Linked DNA regions of Macaca mulatta: region 2 is linked to region 1. The links are chromatin contacts, called in public Hi-C maps. All regions are on one chromosome and are shown on one strand. Each heading gives the region's core, a stretch centred on a gene start, on an enhancer-like site or on the middle of the called end of the contact. The rest is flanking DNA. Distances are from core to core; before and after follow the strand shown.

The links. A called contact is a pair of places that touch in the nucleus more often than the background predicts.
Region 2: a Hi-C map of cortical neurons shows a contact between it and region 1, with 2.6 times the contacts expected there. The contact joins the promoter of CDPF1 here to the promoter of GTSE1 in region 1. A contact is called at or near these places in 2 of 14 Hi-C or Micro-C datasets (cortical neurons and liver).

The regions. Positions count from the first base shown.
Region 1 is chr10:5,175,395-5,181,765 of T2T-MMU8v2.0, reverse strand. GTSE1 (G2 and S-phase expressed 1) reads left to right here and starts at 2,884. Exons shown (of 12, transcript XM_001110798.5): 1 at 2,884-2,927; 2 at 3,376-3,475. The coding sequence starts at 3,397. TTC38 (tetratricopeptide repeat domain 38) reads left to right here. Exons shown (of 15, transcript XR_003719826.2): 15 at 1,985-2,722.
Region 2 is chr10:5,229,817-5,235,673 of T2T-MMU8v2.0, reverse strand. CDPF1 (cysteine rich DPF motif domain containing 1) reads right to left here and starts at 2,978. Exons shown (of 3, transcript NM_001194500.2): 1 at 2,866-2,978; 2 at 1,802-1,913. The coding sequence starts at 2,978.

The sequences.
Region 1 (6,371 bases), core at 1,635-4,134:
TGGAGTGGGCCCTGTTAGTGCCGCCTCTGTCTCCTGCTTCCCCACTGAGCACCTCCTGAATGTGCTGCTGACTGAGTTGTGCTGCTTTCAGCCTTCCTGTGAGGGGAGGTCCCAGTGCACAGATGTTTTTCAAGTTCCTCAGTTTGTACTGAAATTAGGTAGGGATTCATCAGGGCAGGAAGCAGGCCTCCTAGAAGAGAGGAGGCCTCCAAATCTATTGAGTCCCCACAGTGTGCTCAAGCCTAGGCAAATTTCTGTGGTTAAAATGAATTATTAATCAGTTCCTTCAAGTCTTTGAGCATCTATGGTGCAGGCCTGGGGCTGGGTCCTGGAGAGGTGGCTTCTCCCTGAACTTAAGGTAGGTGGGGCGGGGCAGGCCAGGCCAGGCGCAGTGGCTCACACCTGTAATCCCAGCACTTTGGGAGGCCGAGGCGAGTGGATCCCCTGATGTCAGGAGTTCGAGACCAGCCTGGCCAACATGGTGAAACCCTGTTTCTACTAAAAATACAAAAATTAGCTGAGCATGGTGGCGCACATCTAATCCCAGCTGCTTGGGAGGCTGAGGCAGGAGAATTGCTTGAACCTGGGAGGCAGCGATTGCAGTGAGCCAAGATCATGCCATTGCACTGCAGTCTGGGCAACAGAGCCAGACTCCCATCTCAAGGGGGAAAAAAAAAGTAGGTGGGGCATCTAGTCAAGAAAATGGGTAATTATAGTAGGACTTCCAGAGAGTCGCCTTCTCTACCCAGGAACTAGGGACATGTCCTAAGGGGAGCCTCCCTCCCCTCTCCTGGTTCCAAGCAAGACATGACTTAGCTGTGCAATTGGGAACCCTGGTCCCTCCTCCAGGAAGCCTTCTACCCCCCAACCCCCACTGCAGGCTGGTGAGGGTGCTGCCTCTGTGCCCCTCAGCCCTTGGCATGTGTCCTTGCTATTGCACCCCTGCTGTGACCTCTCCAGGTCAGGGACAGCATCCATCACCTGGCACAGGGCCTGCAGTGAGTAGCTGTCAGTGAAAGTTGGTGAATGAATGCATAAATAAATGAAGTCAACTCTGTATTCGGCCTTCTTGCATTGCTATGGAGAAATGCCTGAGGCTAGGTAATTTATAAAGAGGTTTAATTGGCTCACAGTTCCATGGGCTTTTCAGGAAGCATGGTGCTGGCATCTGCTTCTGGTCTAACCTCAGGAAGCTTAAGATCATGACATAGGGTGACAGGGAGCCAGTGTATCACATAGTGAGAGCAGGAGTGAGAGAGAGAAGGGGAGGTCTTGGACTCTTAAATAACCAGATCTTGTGTGAACTAAGCAAGAACTCATCACCAAGGGGATGGTGCTAAACCATTCGTAAGGGATCTGCCCTCACGACCCAATTACTTCCCACCAGGCCCCACTTCCAACATTGGGATCACATTTCAACATGAGATTTGGAGGGGACACACATCCAAACTACAGCAAATCCTATCAGGGGCAGAAATGAATCTGCCATAGATAGGCCACACCTACTATATGTTGATATGATACAGGGAGAGGAGTATCAGGAATGAATATTGGGGATCCCTCTGCCATTCTCCCAGCAGACATCCCCAGGATGAGCTGAGGGGAATGCAATGAGCAGGCCAAACTCTTTCCAAGCTGTTTGACCACACCCACCTACCCCAGCACTCTGTCCCTGCCTGGTGCCCTGTGCTGGGCTGGGTGAGGCTGGGGAGACTGGTGAGTGAGGGCTGCCCTGCCCTTTATGAGCCCACAGTCTTCTAGTGAATGAACACAGCAACATGGAGTGATTGGTGTGGATGATGCAAAACCAGGGACATGGGACCCAGAGGTGGCCTCAGCCAGCCTGGAAGGCCTCTACCTTGGGTCCCCCACGCCCCCCCCCCCACCGTGGCTGCTTGCTGGACAGCTCTCCCCGCAGCCTGCCCCAAGTAAACAGCTTATCTTCGTCCCTGAGAATGGTGCTCTCGATTTCCATCCTTTCCAGAGCGGGTCCTCCCAGGCTCCTCTTCCTGCATCCTCCTCCATCCATCAGTCATGGATAATCAGAGCTCCCGCTTAGTGACACTTTGCCGTGGGTGGAGCCCCTCATTTGATCCTCAAGCCCCCGAGGTGGGTATTATACTTCGTTCGCAGGCAAAGGCTCAAGTGAGGTCAGCCTTAAGTTGCTGCCCACTGACCCGTCTACCAGTCCTGTCCTTGCGTCTCCATGGCTCAGGTCAGGGTTATCCTATCTGCTTCCCATCCTCTCCAACACATGGATTCCCCAAGGCAGGCTCCATCACCGGGCCCCAGCCCCTGGCTCTCTCCTCCAGCGCAGCTCCCCAACCGGCCTGTAAAACCCAGGACAGGCTCCCGTCAGGTTCTCGGCCGTCCTCAGGCCGTGGCAGTTGGGGAAGCCCGCCAAGGGCGACGGTTCCCCTCCGGCCCCACAGGCTGTGCAGCTCCGGCCATGAGTCTCCCTCTGGTCGCTGGGTCAGCCGGCGCCCCTGTGCGCGCCTCGGGCAGGGACCCCGCCTTTTCATTACTTGTTAGTAACAGCTGGCGCGCGCTGCTTCACAGCAGGTGGGTGAGCCTACTTTTAGTCTTCCCATGGAAACCCTTAGGTGGCAGTTTTAACTTTCTCCCTACACACAAGGAACTGCTATATATGGTTCCGGCTTGACGCGGATAGCTAGGTGACACGTAGCGGCCAGGCCGGGCAGACTTCCGTGTGGATGCGCCCTGGTGCCGTGCGGAGCCAATCGCTGTGCTGGAGTAGTGCGCATGCGCCCTGGACGCTTCTTACCAGCGTCCCGACTACAATACCCAGGATGCACCGGGCCCGCCGCCTCTCGGAGCCCTTTTCAAACCGACCAATCGGCAGCCCGCGTCGCCCGGCGCCGCGTTTAAATCCGTGCCGGAGGCGCGTCCTGCATCGGCCGCTTTGGGTAAGGTGGGGTCAGAGTCGGGGGCGAGGCTTTCGCGGTGGGCCAGGTGCGGCGCGGTGCCCGCTGTTCCCTGGACGGGTAGGGGCCGCGCGCCGCCAGGAGCCGGGCCTGGGCTCGAGCAGGGGTCACCGGGGCCCCTCGCGCTGTGGTCGGGGATGCCAGGAGGTCCAGGGCTGCCCCCCAGGCAACCAGAGCCCTCAGCACTCTGGCCCACGAGCCGAGAATTCCGTTATCTCGTCCGATAGCGTTCGGGCTGACTCCCGGCCTGGCAGCACCCGACCCCTGGGGTCCCCTGGGATGCGATCATTTCAGAGCGGCCTCCGCGCCGCCTCTTCCAGACCTGGCCGCGGCCTTCAGCTCTCTCTGCCCCTGTATGCCGAGGGCTGAAGGAACCAGGAGCTCTGGGCCCTGACATGCACTCACCTTCTGGCCCCGTTCCACCCTGCAGTGACTTCTGACAACTCTCTCCATGGAAGGAGGCGGCGGCCGTGATGAGCCTTCAGCCTGCCGGGCAGGGGATGCGAACATGGATAACCCTAAGAAGGAAGGCAAGTCCTAGCTGCTGCAACGCTGTTGTTGTTCAGGACGTTCAGTAGCGATGGAGGTTGATTTAATGTTTCCTTGAGACATTCTTTCTTTCTCAAGTGCTCGTCTGTACTCACTCTGCACCTGTGAGACACATGACATTTGCTTTTATTTTCTGGTTTTCTTTCACCTCCTCCCCATTTTAAGTTTCATCACAGCCAGGATTCTCATCAGTTTTATTTAGCGCAGTGCCCCCATGCCCTGAACAGTACCTGACACTTTGTGGGCGCTCAAATGTTTATTGTATTGAATTCGATGTTTCCTTTTTTGTTTGTCGCTGGTTTCTGTTTGCTAAGACTTGTTTAGGATCTTTGAGACCATGTTAATGAGTGAGCCTGGCCCAAAACTCCTTTCTTCTTGTGTGTTTGTCCGGTTTGGGTATCAAGGTGAGGGTACGGCTTCACAGAATGAGTTACAGGCCACACCCTCTTTTTCTCTGAAAGAGTTTTTTTGTTTTTGTTTTTGTTTTTGAGACTGAGTCTCGCTCTGTCGCCCAGGCTGGAGTGCAGTGGCCGGATCTCAGCTCACTGCAAGCTCCGCCTCCCGGGTTTACGCCATTCTCCTGCCTCAGCCTCCGGAGTAGCTGGGACTACAGGCGCCTGCCACCACACCCAGCTAGCTAGTTTTTTGTATTTTTTAGTAGAGATGGGGTTTCACCGTGTTAGCCAGGATGGTCTCGATCTCCTGACCTCGTGATCCGCCCATCTCGGCCTCCCAAAGTGCTGGGATTACAGGCTTGAGCCACCGCGCCCGGCTTCTGAAAGCGTTTTTATGTATTTATTTATTTATTGACGGAGTTTTCGCTCTGTCACCCAGGCTGGAGTGCAAAGGCGTGATCTGTACTCACTACAACCTCTGCCTCCTGAGTTGAAGGGATTCTCCTCCCTCGGCCTCCCTAGTAACTAGGATTACAGGTACCCGCTGCCACACCTGGCTAGTTTTTGTAATTTTAGCAGAGACGGGGTTTTGCCATGTTGCCCAGGCTGGTCTTGAATTCCTGAGCTCAGGCAATCTGCCTGCCTCAGCCTCCCAAAGTGCTAGGATTATAGGTGTGAGCCACCTCACCCAGCCTCACAAAGCATTTTGACATCGCTTTATCCTTCGGTTCTCACACTACCCAGGGATCCTTTCTTTTTGAGACTGAGTCTCATGCTGCCTACCAGGCTGGAGTGCAATGGCATGATCTTGGCTCACTGCATCCTCTGCCTCTCAGGTTCAAGTGATTCTCCTGCCTCAGCCTCCGGAGTAGCTGGAATTACAGGCACCCGCCACCATGCCTGTCTGATTTTTGTTTTTTTAGTAGAGATGGGGTTTTACCATATTGGCCAGGCTGGTCTCAAACTCCTGATCCACCTTCCTGGGCCTTGCAAAGTACTGGGATTACAGGGGTGAACCACCGCTCCTGGCCCCAAGCATCCTCAATGCCTCCATTTTGCAGGAACTTTAAAGGATACTTTACAAGATAAAGGAGACTTTACAAATCAATGTTGCATCTTCTTCATGTCTAGAAAGGCGCTTGCCTATGCACCCCTCTCCTCCTTCCTGTCATGTGCCCTTCCTTTCAAATATGTCCCTTCCACATGCATACTGCACCCCCTGCTCCTTCTTGAGGCCTTCCCCACTTCCGTTGACCTGGCTTCATTTCCTTACTTTTCCCCTGTCCACTGGATCATGCTCATCCACATACAGATATGTTCCCTTGTCTCACTTGTTGCCACGTGTCCTCCGTTAGCTCTCCATTGCTGTGTTTCTCCTTCCAAGCCAAACTTCGAGAGCTTTCTCACTTTTGTTCTGCCATTTTTTTCCACCTCTCAATCCCTCCTGTTCCGGCTTCCATCCTTACCACTCCATTCAAGCTGCTTTCATCAGTCGCTGACGACTTTCACATTGCCAAATCTCTTGTCATTTTTCTATCTTCAGTCAGCTTTTCAGTAACATTCGTCCTTATGGAAACTTCCCTTGCTTGGAGTCCAAGGCGCTCTTGGTTTTCCTCCTGCCTCTCTGGCTGGCGTATCTCGTCTCTGTGTGGGCTCCTCCTCCTCTGCCATCTTCTGAGGCTGATTTCCCCAAGACCTGCTCTGGGACAGCTTTGTGCTTTCGACCTCAGCATTCCCATGGCTGCACAGCACATCTGCTGTCTGTGGCGCCCAAGTTTTGTGTTGAGCGCAGCCTCTCCTCTGAGCTCTGGGCTTATATATTCACCTGCCTATTTGGTGTCTTCACACACACGTCTCATCTCAAACTCGGCATACCCCGTCTGCATCCACACGCCCTGTTCTTACCTATTTTATTTCTCCATTTCACCCAGCTGTCCAAACTGAGAACCTCCTACATTCATGCCATCACCAGCTACCATCATCTCCACCTTCAGAATATATCCTGGATCTGTCTACAGACTCTCCATCTACATCCAGATGCTGCTCTCTGGGTCTCAGCCATGCTGTCTCACCCGCTCCTACTTATATATGATTCCCATTGGCTAGTATGTTCATTTGTAATGCTTCCTTTCAGATACACTTTCTATACAGAAACGTTACCTTTTTAAAACACAAGTTAGATTATAAAGCTCTTCTCTTTTTTTTCTTTCTTTCTTTTTTTTTTTTTTTTTTTGAGACAGTCTCACTGTCGGCCAGGCAGAAGTGCAATGGCGCCATCTTGGCTTACTACAACCTCCACCTCTTGGATTCAAGCGATTCTCCTGCCTCAGCCTCCCAAGTACCTGGGACTACAGGCACCCGCCACCACACCCGGCTAATTTTTTTTTGTATTTTTAGTAGAGATGGGATTTCACCATGTTAGCCAGGATGGTCTTGATCTCCTGACCTTGTGATCCACCCACCTGGGCCTCCCAAAGTGCTG
Region 2 (5,857 bases), core at 1,729-4,228, 54 kb before region 1:
CTCCCAGGGTCCAGCCCTTACCACACTTGAGGAGCTGGGCTAGGGCTCCAGCATGCACAGTGTGGACAGGTGGCCAGAGCTAGACCAGCAAGAGGGAGAGCCAGGCCTGAGGGCCTGGCAGGGTATCCAGGAGAAAAGCAATGCAGGCCTGGGCTACCCTGGGTGGGAACAGCTGCGATGAGACAGAAAGGCTCTGGGGCATGCTCTGCTCCATCACGGGGCAGCGATAATAATGGAAAGCTGGAGCACAGGCTATGCCCAGAAAATCCCAGAGTCCTCCCCTCCCAGCTATCACAGCAGGAACAGTGGACACCTGGTGCTGGGAGCGGCAAGGGACAGGAAGGACAGCCCCACAGACCAAAGAGGCCATGGACGAACCAGCTAGTCTGGGCAGGAGGCCAGAACTGTCCAGCCATGTCCTCTCTCCTCTCTCTTACACACTAGAACTCCCGAGATTCATCACGGTGCACAGCACATGGCTAAGGATGACATTCCCCAGCCCCCTCTGTAACTGGGCATGTGAGTCAGGCTGCTCGGGGTGTCAGCAACTGTGTGTGCCACCTCCTGCTCATGCCCTTTGAAGGAATGGACTGTGCTCTCACATCTCTTCCTGCTGCCTGGGATGCAGATACAATGGTGGGAGCTGCCACAGCCAAAAGGGACCCAAATGGAGACTCTGCTGAAGACAACAGGGGTGCCCTTCCAGCCAAGGCCACCATTATAAGGGAGAAAATGAGTCAATAACTATTTGCTTTACTTAGGCCACTCTTATTTTTGGTGTCTGTCTGTTCTTAAAGCTTAGTGTGCTCGCAAACATAAGGCTGCCCTCCTGCAGTTCTTAGAAAAGACCCTTTGCCATGCAGATCGCTCACTAACAACTTACTGTTTTAACAAAGAAAGCTGCAGACTCGTGGTACCTGCGTGGGCCCCCCACCCCGCCACCCCGCTGCTCACGAAGAGCAGCCCAAGGCCAAGGTGTTGCATTCAAGACCTCCACCTCCTCACCTGGCCCACACACCTCTGCAGTCTTCCTTTCCCAGCTTCTCCTGGACTGCCAGCTCCTCCATAAGCCTCAGATACTCCCATGCCACACTGCGGAGGTTCCTCCCACCCTGGCCCATCTCGTCCCCCTGGCTGTTGATACAGCTCCCCTTTGTGCGTGTCGCTCTGTGGCAGATGCTCAGGGACTTCTCAGACTCCAGGGTCACTCTGAGTACACTGGTCACGCTGGAAAAGCCACACTGCTCCACTTCCATCCGTCCTTGGGTTTTCAGCTACCCAGGTGAACCTGGCCCACCCAGCCTCTCTGAAGCTCAGTTCCCTCATCTATAAAATGGGTGGAATATAATACTGCTTTACCTAACTAAGTTAGGGGCAGGACTGAATGAAGCCTCCGCAGGAAAACAGGTCCCAAGCACAGGACCTGGCACACAACAAGTGCTCAAGAAAGGACAGTCCCTTCTCCTGGGAGATCCCTCCAAGAACATCTAGAAAGTAAGTCACCATCCTGGTGAGAGGGAGCACAAGGACTGTCTGCACGGTTGGTGGGAAGGAGAGGAACCCTGAGGGGCCACTGGGGTGGGTGCAGAGCCACCAAGAACCGACTTCCATTCCTACACCAGGCTGAAACCCTCTAACTGACCCTAGCTTGCCCTCTCACCTCTCCCTTTCATCAGCTGGGGGGCCCCATCTATAATGGGGTGAACCAGCTGGTCCCTCCCTCTCAGTCCTCCCTACCCAGTGAGAGCTCCAGGATAACCACAGCAAGGACAGGCGGCCCCAGCCCACGCTGCTTACCTACCGGGCCCACACACACCAGCCTGCTGCACAAACTGCAGCGCGAGCCGAGGACCACGAATCTGTCCTTGTGGGAGGTGAAGGGATCCTTCATGACATAGCTTTCCTCCAGGAGGCTGCAGGAGAGTGATGCCAGCGTCAGAACAACCCAAATCTCTGCTGTCGGAAAATCAGCCATGAGCTATGGCCGGGCAGCAGCCGCCTGGACCTCCGCAGGGCCTGTACACCTGCGTGGGCTCATCAGGGCAGGAGACTAGGCCACCCGTGCTGCAGGGCAGTGACAGAAAGGATCAGCAATTGGGGGCCACACTGGCATTGAAATTGAACCTGCTCTCACCTCTGTAACAGCTATGGTAGAGAGAACCCCTTGTTTTCAGCCAAAAGCAGGGCTGCTGCAACGTGGGTCCCCAGACCCTGACTGGTTCACTGGGGTGCGGGCACAAGGCCGCCATCTGAATACCCCAGGCCTCCCTACCCCCAAGCCACACCCTCACAGCCGCTGGCAGCCAGCTGGCCTCACGCTACACATCACAATGAGACCACAGGGTGACATGATGACACTCAGGCTCCTGGTCAGCAGAGGGACCACAGCCAGAAGGAAAAAGCCATGCTCCCCGCCGCCCCACTGCATCCCATGTGAGTAACACACTGGCCGGCTTTCCAACAAAGTGGCATTTGATGAAGGACAAGCTGGAGGTCAAGAGATAAGCCCCTGGACCCACTGGCTCTAGTCCAGTCTGCAAGGGAGAAACGCCTCCCATTACAGTGTCACGGCAAGGGCGCAGCCCCAAAGTGGGAGGCCACCATAGGTCCCCCAGCTGCTGAGCTGCTCCCCCACAGCTAGAGCAGGTGTTGGACTCTGGGCGAGGGTGTGGAGGAAGGTTCTGGAAGAGTCAGACCCCAAGCCTTGCCCAGGCCTCCAGAGATTACACCGGAAGCATCCAGAGCCTGGCCAGGCTGGGGCCTAAAGCTCCACACCCGAGCCAGTTGTCAGACCTAGGCGTAGCACCCACCAACCAGCACTGGGCACAGGCCTCCCGGGCTCTGGCCCAAAAGGCATGGACTCACACCATCGACTGCGTGTTGGGGGGTTTCTGTCCCACATAGCTGTACGGAGCTGTCAAGGCACAGAGTTCACACTCAAACACTCCCAGAGGCCGGCACTCTGCATGGGACGCCATCTGCAAGATCAAGAGATGGGTTGTCCCTGGGTCACAGGCTTTCTCAGAAATCCTGCACCTTTCCCAGCTATGAAGACCCTAATGATATAGTCCTAGGAGTTTCCTGCCTCCCCACCGTACCCTTCTCTCTATACCCAGCTGAAACAGGTTTTCACCGGTGCCCAGAGTGACAGGATTTGCTGTCCATATTCCAGTGGTTTAAGGTTTTTGTACTAGAGAGAAGGATCCAGACAGCATCCAGCCAGAGCAGCCATCTCTTCCTCCAGGTCTGCACCACAGTAAAAGCTTTCTAGTCTCCCGCTCTGCCCCATTCTTAACCACAAGCCCCCAGTGAGTGCTGGTGGAGAAGAGGCCAGAGTGGGTGCAAACTCTCCTGTTTCTGCTGCTCCCAGCTGCTCTATGCCCTCACACTAGTCCACACGTGGTATACAGCATTTCATTAAAACTGTTTTCTTATCTGCTTGTATGGAACCCCCTTCTCATGTTCATGGTTGGGTCTTGGAGGCCTCTCTTTCCTTAGATTTCTGGCTAAATGGCTGCCATCTGATGGGTTCATCAAAAGTTACGATTTTGCTGATTACCCAGTTCCTTGACTATGGAATCAAGTAGGACATTATCAGCTGGCCCCTAGCTCTTGGCTGTGAACTCCCCTCGCCTGAACTGAGCGTGGTGTATAAAGGCATATCAAATGCGATGGGATTCTCCGCTGGGTGACCCCAGATGCAACTCCAGGAAGCATGGGTTGCCAATGACTTTAAAAGTTACAATCTTCGGCCGGGCGCGGTGGCTCAAGCCTGTAATCCCAGCACTTTGGGAGGCCGAGACGGGCGGATCACAAGGTCAGGAGATCGAGACCATCCTGGCTAACACGGCGAAACCCCGTCTCTACTAAAAACACAAAAAATTAGCCGGGCGAGGTGGCGGCGCCTGTGGTCCCAGCTACTCGGGAGGCTGAGGCAGGAGAATGGCGGGAACCCGGGAGGCGGAGCTTGCAGTGAGCTGAGATCTGGCCACTGCACTCCAGCCTGGGCGACAGAGCGAGACTCCGTCTCAAAAAAAAAAAAAAAAAAAAAAAAAAAGTTACAATCTTCCCAGGCGCGGTTGCTCATGCCTGTAATCCCAGCACTCTGGGAGGCAGAGGCGGGCGGATTACCTAAGGTCAGGAGTTCGAGATCAACCTGGCCAGAATGGTGAAACCCCATCTCTACTAGAAGTACAAAAATTAGCCGAGCATAGTGGTGGGCGCCTGCAATCCCAGCTACTTAGGAAGCTGAGGCAGGGGTATCACCTGAACCCAGGAGGCGGAAGTTACAGTGAGCAGAGATTGTGCCACTGAACTCCAGCTGGACTACAGAGCGAAACTCCTTCTCGGCTGCGGTGAGCCGAGATCGCGCCACTGCATTCCAGCCCGGGCGACAGAGTGAGACTCTGTCTCAAAACAAAACAAAACAAAAGTTACGATCCCGTCGCGGGTGTGCGTGAACCTGATCCCGCTTCTCTTCTGCACACCGGGGCGTCCTAAGCCCCGGCCGAGGCTCCTGAGGGCGGCGCCTGTGAGCAGGGACGGCTGAGTTGGTCCGGGGGTTGCTGCTGGTCCCCGCGAGCCTCCGCGTGCCCTCTCTCGCCCCAGCGCTGCCTGAGGTCAGGGGGGACAGTTCCGCGAGGCCCACACCCCGCTCCTCGGTGCCGTCCCCAAAGCTAAGAGCTGCAGAGCCGACCCCTGGCGCTTAGAACCCAGCAGGCCACGCCGGCGCGGAACTCAGTCCCGGCGAGCGGGAGGCGCCCTGAAGCAGCGCAGAGCCGACCCACAGCGCGCTCGCCCCCCCCAGGCCGCCTCCTGGAACTCACCACCGCCAGCGCCGCACGGCTTCGCGTCCAACGCGCCTGCGCGGCCCCACCCCACGGCGGCCCGACCAACCCCGGTGCAGTCGTAGACGCAGACGCAGGCGCGGAGCGGCAGGCAGGACCTCGAGGTGGTTTTCCGCCTCCGCCTTGCTTTTCTGGTAGGGCGGTCCCCTGCGCTGTTTCTGGCTCTAAGTTTCGAGGCCGTCTGCGGGGCTGGGCTCCGTGCTGAGGGCCATCGCGTCTGGCCGTGCGCTGCGGGAGCGCGCAGGCCTGGCCTGCTGTCCTGGCCGCTGCGAGGCGCTCAGCTTCTTTCTGAGTGTTCCACCGGGTTCGACAGGGTCGAGGTCGCCGGCGCGAGGCCCCCGGATAGCTGAGGGGCGCGAGGGCGCCTCCAGTCTCCCACCCGCTCTCCGGCGCTGCGGGCTAGGCTGCCCGTCTATCCCACGGGACGTCTGCCCCCGTACGCAGGAGGGGATGTGTCGGCCAAACCGGGGTCTCAGGACCTATCCTTGCTCCTCCAAAGCCCACGTGGCCTGCGGCGCCCCTCGGGTCTGCGCCGCGTTCTCCTTTAGCCTCCCGGGCCTCTCTGCTGCCCCTCGCCCCCAGGCACCAGGCACACCTGCTTGCCTCTGTTCCCGCCCGTGGCCTCTGACACACCGTGCCCTAGACCCAAAATGCCCGCCCTACTCCTGGAGCCTCCGGTGTGTGAGAGGCACCTTTCCCTGGGGCCAGGGGCCCGGACTCTGAAACCGGGCTGGCTTTGCCTGTGAGCCCCAGTCCTCCCAGCTGGAGTCCCTCGCCCCCGCTGCAGCGGGCCTTCACCTGTGCTTTGGGGACGACAGGGTGGCCGCCCTCCTTCCCCCAAAGATTTGAGGGTTTTGCTCCACGCGGGAGGTCTGCCTGTGCCAGCAGCCCGCAGCCTTTCACATGCTGTTGCGTTACAGGGCCCTCTGTGACCTTTCCCTATGTCGAGGGGTGCTTCGTCTCTGTTCCTGAGAGACCAGAATTTATTCTTGGCTTGTCAAGACACACTT